2 separate regions of the Mus musculus genome follow, and region 1 is linked to region 2. The links are chromatin contacts, called in public Hi-C maps. All regions are on one chromosome and are shown on one strand. The core of a region is the stretch at or near the end of the contact, and the rest is flanking DNA. Distances in the headings are between cores, read along the strand shown.

Evidence for each region. Hi-C and Micro-C count contacts between places; a contact is called where the count stands out from the background.
Region 1: a Hi-C map of cerebellum shows a contact between it and region 2, with 3 times the contacts expected there. The contact joins two enhancer-like sites. A contact is called at or near these places in 2 of 484 Hi-C or Micro-C datasets (cerebellar granule neurons and cerebellum).

What each region holds. Positions count from the first base shown.
Region 1 is chr10:109,740,107-109,747,589 of GRCm38.p6, forward strand. It overlaps Nav3 (neuron navigator 3), which reads right to left. Exons shown (of 38, transcript NM_001368815.1): 21 at 7,088-7,111; 22 at 2,495-2,572. Among named protein-coding and RNA genes, the nearest start is that of Gm40757, 150 kb to the left of the region's middle. Within about 2 kb of position 1,790, at least 7 of the 459 cell types and tissues checked have an H3K27ac peak or open chromatin away from gene starts, as enhancers often do. A contact at or near this core is called in cerebellar granule neurons and cerebellum, where this site is marked.
Region 2 is chr10:108,867,128-108,874,687 of GRCm38.p6, forward strand. The region is part of intron 2 of Syt1 (synaptotagmin I); the gene reads right to left. Among named protein-coding and RNA genes, the nearest start is that of Syt1, 140 kb to the right of the region's middle. Within about 2 kb of position 1,299, at least 8 of the 459 cell types and tissues checked have an H3K27ac peak or open chromatin away from gene starts, as enhancers often do. A contact at or near this core is called in cerebellar granule neurons and cerebellum, where this site is marked.

The DNA.
Region 1 (7,483 bases), core at 540-3,039, 870 kb after region 2:
GGATTATACATGAAAATACATTGAAAAGAGCAAACGAATGGAGCACAATCTCAGAAAATATTGGAGCTAAGAAACGTTTAGTTAAAAATATTTATTTCCCGAAGACAAAATTACCTTTTGTTTCATTGCACACTCCCTTGGGAGTGCCTTTGAAAAATGTCAGCAATAGTGGGTTTTGTTTCATGTTTCAGAATTTTCTAAGGGCCGAGACTTGTCATGCCCAAGAAGGAAATAGAGAGAAAGAGAAAGCATCCATCCTACTTGGCATGAATATGTGTGAGAGAGTTCCCTAGGTATCTGGCTTATACATGCGACCCTGTGCATCAGCTCGGAGCTGGCAGGGATCTTCCTTTGCTTTCTTCTATTTGCTGGAGGGATAATGACTCAGAGGAGGCCAAGAGAGAGCATTTGCCATAGTGACCTTGCTCTCTTCTGAGCTGCTCTAGCAGAATAAGCTTTCTTTACAGTCCCTTGTGGCTCAGTGCAACTGCTTTCAGAGCAAGTCTGTAAGGAGTGAAGGCCTACTGTGTGACTGCTGCACCGGCTGGGACTTTATTCTGCTCATCAAATGAGAAGAGTGCCCCCTGGGACACCTTCCTGATTTATCACTCTGCTCCATCGAACAGTCACAGAACAAGTTGAAAAAGATTTATTAATGTCAAGTCCCAGCATGGAACACAAAAATCACAAAAATGAAGTTAATCAGGTGATGTCATTAGGATCTAACACGGGTGGTCATAGACTCAGAGGAAGTGAATGTTTCTTAATGATCCTTAATTGACAAATACTCATCAAAACCTGTGTCTGGGAAGGATGCAGACTACACGTTCATATAACAAACCTCCCTGTGGATTTCTCCATATTTAACCAAACACACAGTTTACTTACTATCTGAATAAGTTCATAAGTAAAGAGTAACATAGCTTGGAGTTCAGGTCATAGGCTATATGACTTTTAATTAAAAGATCTGTCTTTATTTACAGATAGAAATTGAAAAAACAAAACAAAACAAAACAAAACAACAACAACAACAACAAAGCTAAACCAAACGAAACAAAACCTCTAGGACTGAATGTAGCTCAGGCCATAAGATGTTTGCCTGGCGTATCCATCCGGAGTATCACAAAAGCAGACAAAGATACAGCAATAAACCGTGATCACCACAGATGGATGAACTGGTTGGTGAAACTTCCTCACTGAAGATAAATGCAATCCAGTGTGCCTGTGGCTTTTATACTGATCCTTGTCCTCTGCGAACAAGTCCAGAAACTAAGCAGTTCTGTAGCCCCACAGCTAGAGCACAAAATTTACAATTGTCTCAAAACTATCTCTTTAATATTTAAAGTTAGAGAATCACAGTGGATAAAAAAAATGTTATTTTCTAGCAAGAAAAAAGAAATGTATTCTAATTGTTAGGCATCTCCTAACAAGCTTTAAGAACAGTAATAGTTTATCTCACATCAATATCATTTCCCTGAAGTTAAAACGAAATGTTAACTCAGACACAGAGCTAAAAATCAATTCACTGTGAGTGAAGTGACTTATTTCCTGTGGATTCATATCACAAGGTCATACACTATGGGCCTGCACCTGTTCAGTTTTGATATGCCATGCTTTGTCTAGGAGGGGAAAAATAATCTCCTTGGAGGAGCAAAGATGCAACAGTGGTAAGAGAGGGAGAAGTCCAAAGCCACCCAGCAGGAGTGAGCTAAGAAGATAGAGGGCATATGGCAGCGTCACAGGGGTTTGACACCTGCTGCAGTGCCTCTCACATATTGCTCCTTAGGACTGGGCACAATGCCACATGCTCTCCTGTGTCATAGCTGCGCTATGCCAAATCCTCCTGAGAGTGGGGAAAGACATTCAATAGAAAAAGGTTAATGTAATTGGTAGTCTTTGTTGTTTCTGTTTTCACAAATGTAAGTTGCTTTCCTGCCAGCAAATGTGGATTCTTCTAAGCTGCTCTAAGAAGGCAGCCAATGTATTTTGAGAGAGCTGCCTTTAATGTACAATGGAGCCAAACCATTGTTTTTAGAGTTATTTGATTTTAGACTATATTATAGGCTCCGTGAATTGCTGAAAGAGACAGGGCACAAGAATATTATGACTTCCAAAGTCAAATATCGACAGCCCTTATGAAAGTTTGGCTTAGGAAAATTTCCTGCATGTGAAATGGCGAATGTAAGACAAAGTAAGAAGAGAGGTAACATGTGTAGTCCTTACTTTAGTTTGTAATTTTCTAACGTAGGCACTGTCTGTTGTTGTTGTTGTTCGTTTGTTTCTTTATTTTGCTTTGTTTTACCATGCTGTCACTCATCCGTTTGGATTTGTAGTCTATTAGTGAGTGGGAAGAAAGTTTCACCTTCATATGAATTCTCCTTTCCAGGACCTTACATTGCATAACTCTGGACGCTTCAACTTTGTTGATAAGACCATTCCCTCTAATGAGGCAAAACTTTGTTCTGATGTCTTTAAACGATAAAAGGCAACTTACATTTGCTGACAGCTGAGACGTGAGGGTAGCGACTTTCTCCTGGGAGGCAACCAGTTCTCTCCGTAGCTTATGGATTTGCTGTGCAATTAAAAAGTCCAATATACTCAATGAGCCATTAAAGCGAAGGCTTTATTACAAGAAACTAAGTATAGCAAACACAGATGACTCACTAACAACTCCTTAAAGAGAGGTGGATGCCAGCTATATCATGGCTCACAAGTGCTACTTATGGAGAGAGGACTGAATTTCTAAAACTTCCATGTTGGGAAATAAAACCTGCTCATCAAACTATATAATTGGTTCACCTTGTAAGCCCTGTAGGACTCATGAAATAGTTCACTGCCTCTGTGGAGTCTGTTCCTTCTAAAACATTACTGTGATAAATACTCAAGCATAAAATAACATTTTAAAATTCATAAATAACATCTACAAACTTTTCTTGATTTTTTTAATGCAAATGATTCACCTTGCAATTTTTCTGAAAATCTCAGATGCATAACACATATATTTTAGTTTTCTATATTTTGTAAGACTTTTCAAAAGTATAGTATATCTTATAATATACAAAACCTTGATTTAAATACTCAATGAGTCAATATTTGAAAACTTTTTTTTCTTCTTGAGATAGGATATTATCATGCAACCAAGGCTGTGCTCAAATATGTGATTATCTTGCCTCAGGTTCTAGAGTGCAGGAATTATAAGCAGGTATCACCATGCACAGTAAGAAATAATTTTATGGGATGGGACCTTAATGGAGAATAGATAATTCCTAGGTAATGCTTCCTAGAATGACCTATATTCACTGACTTAGCTCTGAGCAGAAAGGTTTTGTAAGTATCCAAACTATAAAATAAGGGAGAATATAGGACACTTCACTAAAAGAGAAACACAACAAAATAAAGGTGAAGTGGTTTTCTTAATATGGAATTTCACTTTAATATCACAGATAAGTTAATATCATATCATATTTAGCATTTTAGTCCATCACATCTCATGTTACCAGGAATCACAAACAGTGATATGGTAAACATTACAAGCATATGAAATTACTTCTGCAAGTATATTCCTGGTCTGAAGAGAATCTAGTCCTGTAGATGCCAAATATTCTACATTGATGCTTCCCTTAAAAAACAGGTCTCTTATTCTTGGAGCTGGACAATTTGAATGCTTTCTGAGGGTGAAAGGACATTTTGGACATGAGCCATTAAATGTGTTTTCCCCTCCTACACAATACCTTTTGTTTTAAGAAACAGTGATCAATATCAAGAGAAGTGAGAAAAGGGGGTGATGCATATCTTGATGCAGAAATGGTGAACGGTTATACAATTTCTCTGCATATGGTCACAAGAGAAAAGCAATCATCAATATCATCCAGCTACAAATCTTGTGATCTATAACAGTGATGGGCCTGTAAGACAGACTAATGCAATAGTGGTACAGATGCTATAGGAATAACCAACCACTTCTTAAAATTAGATCGTGGGATCACCACTCCATCAGATGGAAGCCAGACCCGACACTGTTAAAATGGCCAAGAACCTGTGACTATCATGGGCCTAGGGCCATAATAATCATAGCAATAAAATGGCCCCCTAGTGGCTATATTCATATATTAGTCCCCTACTCAATCCTCATAAGAGAAGATTCCTGTGGTAGATGGGAATTAGCACAGAAACCCACAGCAGAATAATCGGCTGAGCGTGAGAGACTTTTGAGCACTTGGTCCTAAATAGTTATTTTCATCAAAATTCTCTTAAGTTTCAGTGATCGGAGGAGAAGAGGAGGCAGAAAGATTATGAGAGCCAGAGGTGATATATGACTCCAAGACCCAGCAGGACTGACACACATGTGAACTCAGAGCTACTGGAGCAGCATGCACAGGGTCTGCACAGGTTCAATCCAGACAAGGGAGGTCAACATGGGCTCCTATCCATACACAGTTTCAGTAAGTAACGATTTCACTGCTATTTCTATTTTTAAAATGGAAATACTCCTCAATCCCAGTTAACATCTGGACTAATTTCATATATTGATACTGGGGTCATTTAATCCCCGAAGACAAAGCATCTTTTTATCTTTTAGACCAATACAAACTGGAAGAGAGGTTTTCTCAACTTATAGCTTTATTATAGAATTCTTTTTTCCTGTAACTTATAACCCAGAAAACCACAAATCAATTTACCGTACTTATTTCAAAGCTCACGACCTCCTGTGAGCATAAACAACACAAGGAGGATTGGATGGCTACCACTAAGACATGCAGATGCTGCTATATTTCCAAACCTCAGTAGCTGTCTCATGACCAAAACTAAAAGCTTTGCCAGATCTATGTGATATAAAACAGTCTCAGTTAAAAAAAATTATGTGTCATCTATACTCTCTCAGTAGTTTTGTGCATATTTTGGAACAAATTTTACTCTGAAACAGTGGTTCTCAACTTTCCTAATGCTGCGACCCTTTGATACGGTTCCTTACGTTGTGGTGACCCCCAACCATAAAATTATTTCAGTACTACTTCGCAACTGTAATTTTGCTACTGCTGTAAATTGTACGTAACTATCTTTTAGAAATAGAGGCTTGACAGTGCGGTCATGGCCCACACAGGTTGAGAACCGCTTCTCTAAAAGTTTGTAAAATTAATTCACTGGGAATGATTTATTCTGTGAGGCCATTTTCATGGTATTCACTTTTTCGGCACTAGTGTAAACCCGATAAGGGAGTTGTCACTTCATCCTGAATAAAGATTTATGTTTAAGTTATGTGTTTGTGTGTCCGTGTCCATGTATGTGCATGAACGTGTCATATCCCCCTGAGCTACATATGTTTGTGAAGGAAGTGCACAGTGGATCTAACCCAGTGAGGGAATTGTGATTAGTGTTACCTAGTTGCCTAACATAGGATTATGCCAGAGGTTCACTCCCTAGTAGCCACAAGAATTGTGAAAAGGGGTTGGGGGAGGACTGGGGAGATGGCTCAATAGGAAAGGCACTTGTTAAACAATGATGAATATTTGAATCAGTAGAACTTGTTTTATGGTGTAGCACAGGAAGCTAATTTCCATGCTTCTACATTGAGATGGTCGTTAGAGACGGGTGAATGCTCTGTAGCTTGAGGACTAGCTGCTCTGGCATAAACACCAACCACAAGAAACCCTATCTCAAAGTGACTTACATGTGTCCCGTAACACATGTACCTGTACTCACAAACACATATGCAAATTTTGTTTTCTTTTAAGGTGAAGACTAGGCTTCTAAATATTAAGCTTCCTTGAACGGACAGTTTTCTTTGCTGGGAGTCAAACCTAGGGTCTTTGTACACTAAGTAAATCTATTGTTGCTGAGCCACACCCCCAGCTGCTCAATAGTGGATTCTAAGTAACCGCTCTACTGCTGAGCTTTTCCCCACCCCCAGGTCTTGAACTGATGATTTTGACTGTTCCACATAATTCCTATTCCTGAAGAACCCATCTGTTTCTGGGCGTCTGTAGGCTAGAGTCTGAGATGGACCTGGTTCAGCTGTTTAATCTTTCCTCCTACCTTGCTGTGATCTAAAGTCACCTAGAAGACACACCTCTGGGCATGTGTCTAGATGAGGAAGAATCTGTTCTTTATGTGGATGGCACCATTCCACGGGCTATAGGCTCAAACTAAAGACAGAAGAGAAATTGGAGGGGCTACCAAGATGGCTCAAGGGGTAAAGGCAAGCCTGACACCCTGAGTTCAATCCCCAGAATCCACTATAATGAAAGAGATCCAACTCCTGAAAGCTTTCTCCTGAGACATGTTGGTTGGCTTTAGGAGCCACAGAGTGGCTCACAGGTTTGTTCCTGAAAAGCCAACTGGCTTGGGTATGAGCAAATACACGTATTATCTTGACAGCCTGAAGCAGGGAGGTTGTGAGTTTGAGACCAACCTTGGCTCTTCTGTAAGAGCAGTACATACTCATATCTGCTGAGCCATCCGTTCAGCTTCCATGAATAAAGTCTTACTTGAACTCACCCTGCACTCCTAGGCTAGGCCATGGGTTTTGTTTGCTTGTTTGCTTGTTTGTTTGTTGTGTTTTATACTGGTAAAGAAGAATTTCCTGTCCATGCAGAGGGTTGATTTTATAAATCATTGCAATCAAGTATGTTTTCAGGAAATGCGTCCCTTATGTATAGAGGAGTGAGTCATAGTCATATCACAAATAACTAGGCAGGGGTTATGGTACCTGTGTGGAAAAGGCCCTGTGCTTCACACTCTGTAGTTTCATTAATCCTAGAGTGTCCCTTAGGCAGTGAGGAAAGACAGTGAAACAGACATGTGGTTTTACTATGCTGAAAAAAAAAAGTCTTTAATGAATTAATGAGTGACAGCTAACATAGATAGCTTACTAGCTGTTGAGCTAAGACTAGGGCAAAATATGAGAGGAAAGCTTTCTGCTATAACTTCCTTTCACATTCGATAAGAAGCAACGCCTTGGCCACAGATGAATTTCCACCACAAGTCTCATAGCTATACTAGTGAACCAAGCACCCTCTAGTGGCAATGAGACTGATTTCGTCCTAAACTAAGGCTGGTTTTCAAAGATTAAAATGGTGCAGATTTTTACCTCTGAATGAGCCTTCTCTTCAGCCTGTTAAAAAATGAAAAAGAAAACAAAGGATTTTAATTATGAAACTAAGGTCAACTTTTTCTATATGCAAAAATGAATAAAATACTTTTAAGATGCATTTACAAATTTTATGATCTAACAAGTAGGAGTAAGCTATAAGTATAACTAATATAATAAAACAGCATTCTATAGGAATAAAATGGATATTTACGTATGACATCAAGTAACATATGACACAAAGTATTTCAAACTACAGGTATATAACATAACACACGACAATGAAAGATTTTAAGATCTACGGTGACCATGAAAAACAAACCTTATACTAAAAATATATATTGGACCCCATGAAATTAAATGACAAATGGAGTTTATAGGGGAACCTGGCCATTA
Region 2 (7,560 bases), core at 49-2,548:
AAAACATATTTTTTTTTCACTCCTGGGAAAATAGTTTTCATGAGCTAACGAATGAACTTACACATGGCCTTACAGAGAACATCTTAATTTCAAGCCTTCCTGCATAAATGATGAGCCACGAAGTGCAGAGAGGTCAACATAGCCCAGAGTAATTACAGCGGCATTGCAGAGCAGGAGAGATTGGAGAAGGCCTGCGAACTGTAGTTGAGTTTAAATCATAGTTATCTTTAGTCACCGGATTTCTCCTCACCTATGGAGGAGGAGCTTGAATCTCTTCCCAGGCCAGTTCCCCTTGGCTTCCTGCCAGGCTGTCAGTAGCGACAGCCCTTTTGCTGAAAAATGGCCAACAAGGTAACCATGAATAATCTCAGGCTGAAAATGCTCAAAAATTTCACAAGCTGAAATGTTAATGCGCCCAGGAGCTAGGGATACATTTGTGTGGATGCAAATTACTTCTTTTCTTTATAGAACTGTCCTGGTGGCTCTAAAAATGTACCAAATAACGAAATGTCAGGAACTATTAATTAATTGACTTCACTTGTTTCTGAAACACATTTTAACCACCTATAACTGGACTTTAAAGAAACTAACCAAGATAATATCACCATCAATTTTGACATTCATCATCATGGAGAAAATGAGGACTTTGTCGCCTGGTCCTCCTCATCTTCCAATACATCATCCCTATTAAGTGATAAGCTGGAGGTTTCTCACAATACCTTTCTTTATCTCCTAATCTTACCATAGAACATTTCTGATACCCCTCTGTGCTCAAAAAAGCAACATATAGCAACATACCAGAAGACATAGGCATAGAAATATACAAAATGGAATGGATGCCATTCCAGGGTCACTCGGAAGAGGGCAACAAATATTGCTCATCCTTCCTAATAGCCGAATGACATGAACAGCCAAACCAATGGGCCTGAACTGCTACCAGTCAGTCATAGGAAGACAGCTGGCTTCTCTATAGATAAATTTATCACCTAGGCATCACGAGAGGAGAGTATCACTTCTGCGTTCTCTTGCTATCCTCACTGTATGTTACAACTATGTGGCATTCAGGAAATCATTTCTGGTTTATAGGCAACCTTTGGCCTTGGCAAGTTTAGACGAACAGGTATTACCTGTTGGCACTACTGCTGCACTAGCAACTCTGGAGCGAACCCCTGGATGATACATGTAAATACTGCTTTAATTTCTATGCTTATGTAAGTCATCTTCATATGTGGTCACCACTTGCCTGCATGAGAAGACTTGGAATGGAATGTAGGGCAGATAAAATTAGCACCTTCGTGGAAAGGGCTCACTGTTTGTTAGGACTCAGAGGGCTGCCAGAAAGCTTGGTTGTGATCACATAGCCAGGAGGTTTTCTCTGAGGGCCTCTCTAGGGCTTCTGGATACTTTCCAATGACTTCATGGGGTTTCTTTTCACAAACAGTAAACTATCATGGTTTGTACAAGCGTTTGAAAGTCTGACATTACATGCACTCTTTTTCTCCAAGCTAGTGTCACTCTTCAAAGGAAAGGATTTTAGGGTCAGTTGTGTTTATTACTTATAACTGTAAAATTGGATGCTCCTGAACACCTGACTGCTCCAGTTCCTTAAATCTAACCACAGAAATAATATGTGTAGCACTATAATGGTGTCACAGAGCAAAACAAGAAAAGGAGCTTAGAGAAACTAGAAATAGAAACATTGGGAAGATGACCTGGGGTCTCCTCACAAATAGAATCATGCCACATTCCTTTCTTATCCTGTATTTATCAAGAATCCCTGCTAGTCTAATGCACGATTCAAAACCAATAGCAGTATCAAATCTCTATTATCTTTAGCCTTCAGCTAGCAGCAAAACATATCTTAAGCATAATATACTATTGAAACTTCATACATTGACTTATGTTAATATATGTTACTATAACAGTGATGGCAAATTTTGTGTACAGCTTAATATTTTACAGCTCTCATCTAAATAATCATGAAACGGAGGCCCATTATAGCCAAATCATGAAATTTGTTAAGAATATAAGAGAAAGGAGAATTAGCTGAAATACATGACAGAAGTTAGCATCATCTTTATGATATTTCTTTATTTAACTGGCAGTTTGGGGACCAAAACCAGGCAAGTTTGTAACTGTTTTACTCTCAGACATTCATTTATTTTTAGCATACATTTGCATCACCAATATCTAAAAGTCAAACATGCATAAGTATATATATATATATATATATATATATATATATATATATATATATGCACATATATGCATTACATGCACTAAAATATTACATTCTGATAAGCAGGACCATTATCCATTTGGAGATACTGAAAATGGTGTTCTATCAAAAATGTTTCTCTAACAATGCAGGCTAACAATTTTATTATGACTTTATTTTTAAATTTTTGTCCTATGTGCTAAACCTCGGATCTCACCCATGCAGGGCAAACATAGTACCACATATCTATACCTCCACCCCTGTTTTATTATGACTCTTGCTCATGACAGGTTCTCTCGATAGTGGATATCCTTCAAGATGCTGACAACTGTTAGTTTAAAATGGAAAAAAAAGAGAAATTAATCCTATGAAAGAAGTGATGATTCAAAATGACAAAATGAAAACAAAATTAGGTTGAATCTGATTCCAAGCCCCCCCCCTTCTTTTTTGTAGAAATTAGTTGGTACCAACAGGATTATATAAGATGAGATAGCTGTTGCTCAGACTCACGGGTGGACAAAGGTATGTTATATCACCAACAGCTCCAAACATGTTACAATCATGACAAGGCACAACATTTCTTCACAAAGGGACCAAGATTTTCATATAAGTCACCAGGAAAAATGATCATTACTGTTCCTATTTTGGGGGAAATGTACAATACAGGCACTCTTTGGTCTGAAAAGCCAAAAAGCTGGGCTGGAAGGAAAGCTCACCAGGTAAAGCACTGGCTGCTTTTCCAGAGGATCCAGGTTCAGTTCCTAGCACCTCCATGGCTGCTCACAAGTGACTACAATTCGGCTCCCACTGATTTGACGCCCTCACACATACACATGGGCAAAACACCAAAGCACATAAAATAAAAATAAACACATCATTTTAAATAAAAAGAAAAGCCAGGAGCAAGATTCTATCATTGATATGAGGCAGAGCCATCTTACTTCTGTATTAGTTTACAGAACCCCACTACTACATCTTTCTAACTTTGCAGTGAATTTTAAGCATATGGCTTTTTTTTTTAATTAGAAAAATCTATTCTATACTCTGAAATATGATTTTTCAAAACATATATTTTACTTTATTACTTATGTTTCCTGGGTCTTATATTTGGTAATCAGACCCAGTGAGAACCCAGGGTTGAGGTCAGTTCTCAACCATTAGATCTTGCCTAGCATGGGCCAGACCCTGGATTCAAGAACAACACTGAAGGGAATAAATTAGGGACCTCAGATGCATGAGAACAGTGGATACTAGAGAAATAATAGAACAGAGGTTTTTGTTCAGGGTCAATTTTTTTTTTGATCAGCAGTTGCCAAGTTACTGGGTCTAATAGATGTCATATGGTAGACACACTAAAATTTCAAGATACCAATTGTTCAGTCAAAAGCACTGTGATTTTTTTTTTTAATGGAATGGAGTGTTTGACTTGAATATCCTGGCCAGATTCCAAGTTAAGAGATTGCAGTCTGCTTTTCTTAAATCCCCCCCTGTAGTTTCTTTTGGATGCTGTAGTCTTATTCAATTCCTTTCTTAAATGATTTTTTTTCCCCCAGTATTATTGTGGTCCGTTAAACAACTGCTGCGTTCCACTCCAGTGGTGGGTAAAGTGATTTCTGTGCTCTGCACCGTTTGTGACGCACTCATCGGGGGTGAGAGGTACTGTGTATGTCCAAATTTCGGGTACTCCTTTTTAAAGGGAGCTCCTGACTTATCTCAATATAACAGAGGCATTTTGAAAGCCAAATATTGGGTGTGTAATGAAATCACTTTCCAACCAATGTGAGGACATGGTCAAGGTTGTTGGGTTGTTTTTCCTGACTGCTGACACTTTTCCCTGTCTGCCTTACTCTACCTCTTTATCTAGTTTAACAACGGAAGGGTCCCAAAGGATGGACTCAGTGAAGCAGAGGCTCTAGGAATACACAGTCATTAAGGAACTGTAATGCATTTAGCGATGCTAAACCACACTCACCATCAGAGTAGACACAGGGTAGAAATGCAATAAGCGCCAGGCCAAGCACATCTCAATAAACACAGCAGGATGTTATTTTTCTGAATGGGCCACTCCCTAGATCTTCAAATTGTGGTCCAAAAGTGATATTTCATTCATTAGCAAAAGACATTTCTAAATGATAACATAACGTTGTTTGAAGCAAAAAACGCTGCTTCATTTTAACACAACCGTGAAAGAGAAAGCTGACAAGACCTCTTTCATCTTGAGTTCAGAAGTCAGTTGTCCTGAACTAAGAAGAGGAAGTAGATAGGTGAAAGCTGTAATAAATTAGCAGAAAGCAAATCACCATGTCAGCTTTTATTTCAGTCTTTGGATTGGCAAGAAGGCTCGGTTTGAAAAATGTGCTTTATCCATCCAGCCTCCTTCTTCAAAACTTTCAGACATCAAAGGATTAAGGTGAGCTGGGTGTGGTGGCGCATGCCTTTAATCCCAGCACTCGGGAGGCAGAGGCGGGTGAATATCTGAGTTCGAGGCCAGCCTGGTCTACAGAGTGAGTTCCAGGACAGCCAGGGCTATATAGAGAAACCCTGTCTCAAAAAACCAAAAACCAAAACCAAAACCAATATCAAACAAAACACAAACAAAAAAAGGATTAAGGTGAATTTTTGTTAAATTTGATCTAATGTTCTTAAAGCAATGAGGACAAATCAAAGCTACAGTTTTGTCCATTCAAGGAGATCTGTAAACACTCACAGGTACCCTGCCTGCCACAGACAGTATTTCACAGACAGGATTTTTCTTTAAATATCGTTTTTTTTTCCCCCCTACGAAGATGATTAAAGAGGAGAACACAGTTAAAATAGAATTATAGGACCTTGAAATTACCGAAAGCAAAACCTCTCAGTTAGCACTTCTAAGCTTCTACTGCTCAGCTTCATTTAAATTCAGAGCAAGAAGGGGGAAAGGGTTTATTTTGATGAAGAAAGTTGAAGTAGAAATCAACCTTCAGAAGATGAACTTCCCATCAGGAAAACGAAAAGATAACCCTGGAGCCTTTCAGGCAGAGAGTCCTTAAAAATCGCCATCACTTTGACTAAAATATTAGCATCCGAAAAAGCAGACTGTACAAAAGCGCTGTTCTCCCCGGCATCATTGCCACTAAGAATAGACCATAAATTGGTAGTATAGAGTGCCTTTCAGTTCCAATTTTTCTAAAAGCACTTCACAAAGCAATTAGTCAGATAATGGTGGTGTGCTGACTGTGTAGCCTTTATATAGTCACTAATAGCACACCATCTTCGCAAAGGTTAGGATGGCCTGGAGGGAGAGCCTTCTAACATCTTCAGCCTCTCCAGCTGCAGGCACATCTTGCCTCAAATAACATGTTGATACTCTCTTTTTCTTTATAAAATAAGCTAAAGTTAACATTTGCTTTAGCGGGGGGTAGGTGGGGGTGGTGGGGGTGAGCTAAGCATTGTTGTTTAGCTGAAAAGAAAATTCATACAAAATACTCTGATCATGCATGCCCTCCCATAATTCCTCCCTGATCCTTCCCACTTCCAGGCCCACTTTCTCTCTTTAGAAAACAAAGAAGCAGACAAACAAACCAAGCAGAATGAAAGAAAACCAGAAAACCCACAAGAAAAATACATTGTTAGATTCCAAGCAGATGGAGGAGTTTAAGGAAACTGTGTTTTCTGGACACAACAGGCCAGACGCGCATATGAGCTCACAGAGACTCTGGCAGCGAGCACAGGGCTTGAACGATCTCCCATCCCTAACCAAGATGTTATCTCCAAATGATAACTGCTCACAAAATGAAAACAAAACCAAAACACAAACAAAATTAGTTTACTTTTATGCAGTCTTGCTCTATTAATAATACCTAAGAGCAGGTATCACACCCAGCAGTAGATGGTTAAAACCAAAATCAAATGGTATCTTTGTAGACTTTTTCTTACCCTACTTTGTTTGGGTTTTTTTTTTTTTTCGGTCTTTTACATGACTATTATAACACACACACACACACACACACACACACACACACACACACACACACACACACACACGTGTTAAATTTTCACAATTTCCCAATGTTCTATGCTATGGCTACCCTAGTGTTTGCTTTAGAACTTATTTTTTATTTTGTTAACTGAATTCAACTTTAGTGTGGATAAAGGGTATATCTGTTATCATCCTAGTCTATAAATAATAATAATAATAATGATAATTTGACAAATAAGTGAGCTGTTTATGTCATAGCTTTTTATGGCTAATTAAAAGGTTATACTAGAATTATTCTCTAGCTCCTTACACATTTGTTTTCACTGTAGGAAAGAGTAGGGATTAGAGAGTGAACAATACTGGGTTTCTACTTATGTGGCATATAGAAATCTTGGGAAGACACCATCTTTCCAAGATAGTATCATCTATGTTACTATGTTACCATAGGACCTTGAAATTTCCCGAGTGTAAGACCTCTCAGCTAGTTTTTGTACTGTTTAGTTTCATTTAAATTCAGAGCCAGGAGGGGTAAAGGGTTTATTTTGATGACGATCTTTGAAGTGGGAATCTAAGTTACTTTATCTATGTTACCTATGTTACTTTAAGTGGTTTCTTCTGGAAGTGTGGATAAGGTTATATTTATTTACTCCCTCCTCTTTATGGTTAGGGAAAAGTGTCTTAGAGAATTCCCTAAAGCATTTTCGAAGCATTCGAGCAAGTAGATAGATGTCTTACTGAGGTACACTGATACCACGTTTACCCCCCTTGGTTTTACCAAGATTTATTTCATAAAAACATGGCGGCAGGCAAAAATATTCTCTCAGGAACAAAATGAAGACAGTAGTCTTTTAGCTATAAGTCAGTATGTAGTACTAAATCCAGCCTCAGTCTTGATAGCTGGAGCCTTAGAGGTGAGGCATGGCTTCTCTTTAAAGATGGGGAGCTTTATGTATTAAAATTAAAAATGTGGTTTAATAGAGTTTTAAGACATAATTTCTATGGTATTTATGTTCAGAAGCAAGAGGAATTTTTTGTTTCTAAGAGGTACTTTTTTGTGTTAAATCTTCCTCCTGCTGGTATCGAAAAGATTAGCTATTTTCCTTGTAGTTTGTAGCACTGCATCTTAGTTATGGTGAATTAGTTCTGAATTACTTTAGAAATGCACTGTGTATAGTTAAACACACTCCGATGCAATTTAATATGATCTCACGGAATCTCAGTAATACTTTCCCCCTTTGTACAAACCTCACTGCTTATACATTTCCAACAGCCCAGCATCTCCGAGTATGAAAAACCCAGTTGTGAAATCCCAGACACCAAGTAAATACAAGCTCTTATTTAACAGTGTGGTGATTGGACTCTTTCTTGACAATATCACATCTTG